Linked DNA regions of Anas platyrhynchos: region 2 is linked to region 1. A link is a contact called in public Hi-C data. All regions are on one chromosome and are shown on one strand. The core of a region is the stretch at or near the end of the contact, and the rest is flanking DNA. Distances in the headings are between cores, read along the strand shown.

Region 1 (4,244 bases), core at 204-2,703:
TGCTTCAGGGAGCTCCTCAGGCCTGCCGCCAAGACCCTGCAGACCACAATTCAACTGCAGGATCCCTCGAGAAACTGCTTTTTTCCCTTTTTTTAGGAACCCCATTTCTTACAGCCAGCTCCAAGCCAACCCCGAGCTCCAGCACCACCCCAGGCCCGTGGGTTTGGGTCACCCTTCCTGCCTGCCACAGCCCGGGGCGACTGACCCGCCCTTCCTGCTGGCCTCACGGCTCAGGAGCGTGGCTCCCAGGGAGCTGCCGTGAGTCAGGCATCCTTACTTTGTTTTGTACAGGTGCATGATGCCGTGAACGATTTCAACCGACGGATTCCCGCTGAAGAAGGAGATCTGGTCAGGGAGCTGCTTGGAAGGCGAGTCCGGAGCAGCCTCACGCTCTTTGCTCTGCTCATCGGGGTTGGTTTTGTCCTCAGCAGATGCAGCCTCCGAAGATTTCCTTCCTTCCACGGCACCTTTTGGTTCATCTTTTACAAACCAGAAGCTTTCAGATTACTAACCACACACGAGAAACGCTCACTGTTCCCTGAGCACAGCCTGCAGGAACGCAACCAGACTGAGAAGTTGAACTGTGAGGAATCAAACTGTACCCCTGGAAGGTGGCAGAATGAGACCCAGCTCAGCTTTTTGGTTCTGGGGAGTTGCCAAAAGTCCAGTGAGAGCCCGTAGCAAGACCCTGGTGTGCGAGTTCTGACCTGTGCCGGGTTAAACCCTGACAGGCGGGGTCTGCTTGGTGCCAGGTTAAATCCTGCCAGCTGCCATCACCAACACAGAGCAACCTGGACGGGTTTGCCAAGCACAAGCAAGGCGAGCGCCGTGGTGTCAGCTCCTCCTGCGCTGCTCTGGGGGCATCAGAGACACCACCACAACCCAGACACTACTGTAACCGGGCACTCCTTCCCTTAAACCCCCCCAAAACCCAACCAACCCCCTGGACCCCCTTTTCTAGATACCAGACCCCACCGGGGAGCACCCCAGTAGCAGCAGCAGGCTCCTGCCAGCACCGGGCACCCCCCACACCCCCTCCCCGTACCTGCCCGCGGCCGGATGGTCTCGATGATGACATCGGTGAGCTCCCTGCGGCCCAGGTGCTGGTGCAGGATGGCCGCCCGCTCCCCGGGGCCCTTCCCTTGCAGGCAGGCCGGGGCCGCGCCGCTGCTGTCCGCCGCCATGTCGGGAGCTGTGAGGAGAGGGGGGGGGGTAAACATCAAGGCCTAGCTCCCGGTGTAGGCCCTACCGGGAGCAGGCCGCACTCACCGGCCGCGCTGTAGGCGAAGCCGGCGGGCAGCGGCGAGTGCTCGCCCAGCTCCAGGCGGATCACCACCAGCGACACGCTCATGGGTGGGCCCGGCACGGCCCCGCCCGGCCCCGCCGCCGCCTCCTTTTTTTCCTCCTCCTCCTCCGCCGCCGCCACCGGGAGCTCTGAGGCGCCGCTTCCGCCTCGCGCACCTCTCCCCTCTGACCCCGCCGGGTCACGTCGGCGTGATGACGTCACGAGGGGGCGGGGCTGGGTGGTGTGGGGAGAGAGGGGGCTCGCCGCGGGGGGCTGGCGTGGTTCTCGCGAGGTTTGGCGGTGAGTTCTCGCGAGAGTTGGCGCGCGGGGTGAAGCCGGAGCCGGGGCCTGGCAATGCCCGGCCTGAGGGGAGGGGGGGAGGGGGGGGGCTGTGATCCTGCACGGGCAGGCCGCAGGGCTGGGCCTCGTGGCCCAAAGTGCTTTAAAATGGCTCTGAAACGGCTGCAAAACACCACAAAGTGTCCCCAAAATGGCCCCAACGTGCCCCCAAAACGCCACACAGTGTCTCAAAATGGCCCCAAAGCTCCCAAATGCCGCAAAGTGCCCCAAAATGGCCCCCAAAACGCCACTGAGTGTCTCAAAATGGCCCCAAAGCGCCCAAACGCTATGAAATGCTTCAAAATGGCCCACAATGCCCCCCCAAACGCCACAAGGTGCCCCAAAATGCCCCTCAAACACCACAAGGTGCTCCAAAATGGTCCTAAACGCCTCTAAAAAGCTTCCAAACACCATGAATTACCTCAAAATGGCCTAAAATGGCCCTAAAATGGCCCCCAAACACCACAAAACAGCCCAAAGGGTCCCCAAACACCTCAAAATGCCCCTAAAATGCCCCCAGATGCCTCAAAATGCCCCTAAAACGCCCCAAACTACCACAAAATGGACCAAACTACTTCCAAACGTCTCAAAATTCCCCTAAAACACCCCAAAGCCCCGCCAAACACCCCCAAACATCTCAAAATGCCCCTAAAACGCCCCCAAACACCACAAAACGTCCCAAAATGCCTCAAAATGTCCCAAAGCACCCCCGAAACTCCCTGAAACACCTCCAAATGCCCCCAAACGCCTCAGTCCTTTCCCCTCCCACCTGCCCCTTAGCGTCCCGCAGCTCAGCCCCGGTTCCCCCTCAGAGCCCCGCTGGGTATCAGGCGCTGCCCCGGCCGTCGCTGTGACCCCCTTGATGTTTCCACAGGGCCGGGACATGTTCCTGAGGCGCGCTGCCCGCTCCCCCTGCCCACGTTGGGCCGTGGCCCCGCCGCCCACTGCCTCAGCCCGGTGGATGCGATGTGGCCGGAGCCCTTACAGAGCCGTGGTCTGGGACGCGAGCGGGGTGCTCCTCCCGGCCCCACACAGGACGGCCGCGGGTGCGTGCTCTCATTTCTCATCCAGTCTTCTCGTTCCTGTGCGTGTAGGTAAAATCCGCTTCAAATGGCGCTGGCGGTTGGCTCTGCAGCGGGTGAGATGTTGGAGAAGCTGCAGAGGCTGCGATGGTCACCGCTCGCTGTGCAGCGTTCCCGATTGCGCCATCAGAAGCGCTAGAACTGTCAGCAGCTGGCAACCGTGTTGACATCTCCAGGCCAGGGCCCGGCCACTTCTGGTGATAAATCGGCCCTGTAATGGCACTGGTTGATAGCACCTAACGTTGGCACTGCCCTGCAGGACACAAAGAGCTGTGTTTTTACCCCAAGGGTACCACGCCAAAAATAAAGACGGGGTGCTTTGTCTGGGGAAATGCTAAACCTCTTATCTCTGTGTCTAGGTAAATTATCTCAGCCCATCACATCGGTTCTCATTAGTCTTATCTGTCAGGTTTCAGGGTTGCAGAGGGATTTGAAGCAAGTTTCCCAGTTCTGATGATGCCATATGTGCTCTTTCCTGGCTTTCTTTTCTCTACATAGACTGGGAGGCCCAGAATTGTATTCCAGCTGGCACCATCCAACAAGCTGTAACCTCTGGAGGGGAAAACAGTCCCTCTCTCAAGTACTCAAGAGGAGAGCTGACGACTGTGGAGTTCTTGCAGGAGCTGGGACAGCAGTGCTTTGAGATTGTAAGCCAGCTACCCCTTCCTCTCTTTGTGCTTCCTGACTGCAGGGAAATGGGTTCTGCAAGATGGGAACCTGGTGGTTCAGTAAGGAAAGGGGAGCTTTTAAAATAAATCCTTCAAGGAAGGGTTTGGATTTACCACCTGGGAAGCATTGCTGTCTGATCAGGGCAGGCTTCTCACTGCCGTTATCATTCTGCTACCCAGGCAGGATGGTGAGCAGAACTTGCCTTCACTTCCACCAGCCTCCTCCTCCATATTTCATAGCTTTCTGATCTGAAGACACCTCTGGGATCACCTGAGATGAGAAATCAGAGAATCAAAGGCCAGCTGAAAGGCTTCTGCTGCTAGTTCATACGTGAATGTGCTTGACAGATGGAGACAGTGGTCTCTGAGTAGGGTTCTTAAGATCAGTAGAAGCCTGATGAGGGCTTTTTGAAACATCTGAGTCTGAAATGCAGATTCCTTTCCCTCCTGTTGAATGGTAATCCAGTATTTATCTCTAACCTGCCTCGATTCCATGACAGGATCAGTCTTAGCCTATTCCTCTTTGCCAAAATCGGCTCTTTAGCTTTGCCGCTTCTGTAGAATTAGTAATCTGAGAACCAGATTTGGCCTAAGCAATTTAGCTGGGAGATTCACTGTCTGCCTTCTGCTGCCAGAGGAAGCGGGGCAGCAAGATAAGATGATCGGGCAATCTACCTACCCAACCGCTCTCATTCCCCTTCCTGCTCAAAAACCATCTATGGCTAATTATCATTCTTGGGGGTTTCTCTGGTTTCCTAGGCAAACGTCTGTGTTCCAGTGGACTCTTTTCTCTCCAACTTAATCAGACATGAGATGATAAAACAGCTCCCCACAATGGCAGAAGCCGTGCAGTGTATCCGTGCGGAAGGC
Region 2 (3,988 bases), core at 1,452-3,951, 43 kb before region 1:
TATATATGTTCTACAGTACGCATCAGTCTTGACAAGGTCCTTAAACAGCTACCAGAGGTTCTCAAACAGTGGTTCACATATAGTATTGAACGCACAAACTACTACTTTCAAACCAAATGATGAGCAGTATCAATTCTAGGAACTGTATCTTTACAAAAAACAGCGGTGTTCAGTGTCTGAATCTTGACATTTATGCTTTTATCTGTTATCTGCAGTATTAATGTAGTATTCTAATCTAGGGTATAGGGTTCATTGTTTTCAAAATAAATTTAATTCACAAGCCATTTTGAGTATGCTAAGTATATGATGTTGATTCGGCAAAGTAATAGGATGGCACAAACCACGAATACTACAAACGAATTTCAATGTTTAGCATTGTTTGGGCAAGACTCAGTTGTACGTCCTTTATACAGCTGGCTGTATGTAAGAAGAAAGCTTCACTTACCTTTAAATATTTCTCAGACCTCCCCTCCAGATAGAGGCACTTGAGTATTTTCATTATTTATTTATTTTAAATCACAGCAATCTCGTATAATAGTATTATTAACCTATACAAATAATGCCTCAAGGATGGGCTGCTGCTAAAATCCTTCTCTCAAAGAATGGTATTTGGTTATGAACCTTCTGCTATACAGTGCGTAGCGATGTCTGTTTACATCACCCACGTGCACAGCAGAAAACACTCAAATAGCTATCTGAAGAGGAGACTCAATTACTTTTCCTGTAATAACTTCTCTTACTTTCCCATCAATGATTTCTCCACCCACGTTGTGGTGAAGTCAGCAAGTTGCTTTATTCTTTTTGATAGGACGCTGAATTGATCCATGCTCCAGGAAGGAAGATTGACACTTCCTCCAGTACAGCTGCCACCTCCCTTTCACTAGATGTCAGTATTGCTATTCCTCGACAGAGCTCAGCAGTAGTAAAAAAAAAAAAATACATAAAGCAATTTTTCATCTTTAAAACCGCAGACTGCACCATCATCCGAGACAAAGGTAGAAACCAAGTGACATTTCTGCTCTGCAAAGCTACGCACAGTGCAGTCAAATGAATGTTTTGTTGTCACTGAGTTAAACCCAAATGAAACTCACCACCTCTGTGTTAAATGATGTATGCTAGCCCAGCTTATGAAATAAACATCCTAAAACCACATCATATGCAGTTTCAACATAATTAAATAAATGACTGCATTTTATAAGGCACATTCATTTAGACTTCAGATACTTGCCTCCGTTAACCACTCTTTGATCTGCTCCAGAATTAGGACTGAAATCTGAAGTATGGGATCCAGACCGTGAAATTGGTGGGCCTGATCCAGACTGGCCCATCCTTGGTGAGTTTTGTCTTCCACTTCCCCAAGACAAGACATCTCTGTTTCTCTGTCCAGGTGGGACATATTTATTTTCCCTGAAACAGAGCAAATTTGTATCAGCGTTGAGGAAGAACTAGAAGATAACGAAAAGTACCTGTTCAAGGGTTCTATTGATACTTCGTCTTTCTTAAATCAAGCTCAAGGAAAATTTAATTTATAATCTGATGTTGACCTAATGATCACCTCATGAATTTACCCTTTGATACTTACCACACGTTCCACTTCCTATGAGCCCACAGACAGTGAATGATTTAGTACTAACGCCCAAAATTCTCCGTGACATGCTGAAACCACTGCCTTTTCCTGTAATTTGGTATGAATTCACCACAGTGAAATATCAGAATGGAGAAGTCTGTTTCATTACAGATAATACAGGGCCAGGCAGAGGTGTACAAGTCAGCATGAGTGCCAAAAACAGCACGCAATTGTTTACACAAGATTCCTAACCTAATCAGCCCTGCTGAAAAAGCACATTTTCAATGAGTAAATTGCTACTTCACCAAAATATGTACATCATTTAAATAAAAATACTATTCATAGTGTATGCCAGTACCTAGTGTTCACACTATGCCCTTCTCGTTCATTAGCATTTCTCTGAACAGCAGTATATTTTTCTTCTTCTGTTCTTTCATCATTTTCCAAGGCAACCCGAGCTTTGTATTGGGCACTTGATTCAATTTCCTCTGCTAATTGAGTTGCTCTGGCTTCTCGTTTTAAAAACTCTTCTGAATTATCTCTTTCTAATGGCACCCTAAAAGACAATGGAAAGGAAAAGAACCTCAGAAATGCATTCAAAAGTACAAAGAATCTACAAAATTACAATGTTAATTCTAACCAAGTGATGTTTAAATAAATAAATAAATAAAACACAAACTGCTTTTAAGCCAGGAGATTGCTGTGGTTTTTTAGTGTAAGCGTGACAAAATTCCTGGACTGGTCTGACATTACGTGCAAATTCTGTGTTATTTACCTGCCCAGAGAGCTATGGTCAGGGTGGAGAGTTTTTCTGTACGACTTGTGGATTCCCCAATCCCTAAAGCTATGCAAAGGCTCCAACTTTTAACACGGTCGAGTACATTAGCAATAAAAAGCCCTAGTCTATTGTTTAGATAGGAAGTGAATGCAAGAGACCAAATTTGAATTTCTTTAGCCATTTACACATTCACAATAGACATAAGAGTCCCCAGTCCTATTGAAATTAAGAGTTACAAACTTAATCCTTTGATAATTACAGCCGCAGAATCTCGGCTCTTCCTGTTATGAATAACTGCAGAAGAGATGCAATACATCAGAGCATGGGACCAGAAACCCATGACTCATTTGCCGTGTCCTAGAACCTCAAAACCATTCATCCCATGTGTTATGCTATTAGGTAATACCATATTGCAAGACGCATATGTAGCTCTCTTGGGAAAACTATCAAGTAAGAACTCAATACATGAGCAACAAAATACTAAAATAACTATGTACAGAAGGACATCATAGCTGGCAGTTCCTTCTGTCCATCTGTGGGTTTGCTTGTGTTTTTTTTTGTGTGTGTTTTTTTGCTTGTTTGTGTTTTTTTTTTACCTGTTCTAATTTTTGTTCAAGCATCAGGTTTTACAAAACTATTATGCTCTTTGCCTTTGGTTCAAATTTTGAGTTCTAAAAGTTGTTTCATCTGACCTTACTTTAGAATAAGCTATATAGGGAACACGGCTGAGGCTTTGACAACGTAATACTTGGTATTAGATAATCACTACTGCGCATATTTTGAATAATACAAAAAAAGAACAAAGGAAGTAATTGGAGGTACAGACCAAGTATGAAAATATATGCAAGATTACTCAAGTGTTGGAGGCGGAACTAGGAAAACAAGTGGGTTTGCCAGTTTCAAGCCGGCACTCAGCTACTGCACCACAAGTTTTCCCCCCCAAACACACGCTTTTGGCCAGGTGGGACATCTACTGGCATTATCAATGGTAACTGTAAGAGTATGAAATAAAATCCTTGCCCTTCAGCATGAAGCTTTGGCTGACAAACAAGAGATTCATGAACATAATGCATACAAACCTGGACAAGAAAGGAGAAACCCAACACATGTTCTTTCATTTAAAGTGACGTTTTTAAGACTGAAAAAAGGAGGGGATGTACGTGGTGGCATTATAGGTAACTTAAACATAAGAACAATTTCACATTTTATTAAATGTGATTTTCTAAAATGCAATTAAAGATGAAGCAAAGGGGATAGGCAAGATGGCATTGTTTCAAACCCTGGCAATGAGAGAAGCCCGTACAGCAGCTGATCAGCACGGAATTTTTCTCTAGTGATTTAAAGCCACCTTCATGGTTTTGATCTGTTTCCATCAATAACCATAAAATGGATGGAAGACTAAAGTTCAAAAGTATAAAGAGCACTTTAGCATACTTCACCACTCTAACCACGCTTCCCTAGGATTCAGATATAAGCCAATTAAGACTTTATCATCATATTATAGATCTACTTTAACAAAATAGTAAAAATCAAATTGTTGAACAGGAAACTTGTAGACAAGTACTCCAATTCTACAGCACCTAAAAATCACTGCAATTCCTGGACATTCAAAGCCAGTTTATTATTTTGGGGGTAAAAAGAAT

Evidence for each region. Hi-C and Micro-C count contacts between places; a contact is called where the count stands out from the background.
Region 2: a Hi-C map of liver shows a contact between it and region 1, with 1.8 times the contacts expected there. The contact joins the enhancer-like site here to the promoter of ACAD10 in region 1. A contact is called at or near these places in 2 of 8 Hi-C or Micro-C datasets (liver and skeletal muscle).

The regions. Positions count from the first base shown.
Region 1 is chr16:2,137,755-2,141,998 of IASCAAS_PekinDuck_T2T, reverse strand. ACAD10 (acyl-CoA dehydrogenase family member 10) reads left to right here and starts at 1,453. Exons shown (of 15, transcript XM_072024163.1): 1 at 1,453-1,585; 2 at 2,499-3,065; 3 at 3,205-3,353; 4 at 4,134-4,244. The coding sequence starts at 3,038. BRAP (BRCA1 associated protein) reads right to left here and starts at 1,496. Exons shown (of 12, transcript XM_038187363.2): 1 at 1,270-1,496; 2 at 1,046-1,192; 3 at 278-479. The coding sequence starts at 1,351.
Region 2 is chr16:2,182,259-2,186,246 of IASCAAS_PekinDuck_T2T, reverse strand. It overlaps ATXN2 (ataxin 2), which reads right to left. Exons shown (of 24, transcript XM_072024483.1): 8 at 1,926-2,123; 9 at 1,229-1,407. Among named protein-coding and RNA genes, the nearest start is that of ATXN2, 21 kb to the right of the region's middle. Within about 2 kb of position 2,701, at least 2 of the 8 cell types and tissues checked have an H3K27ac peak or open chromatin away from gene starts, as enhancers often do.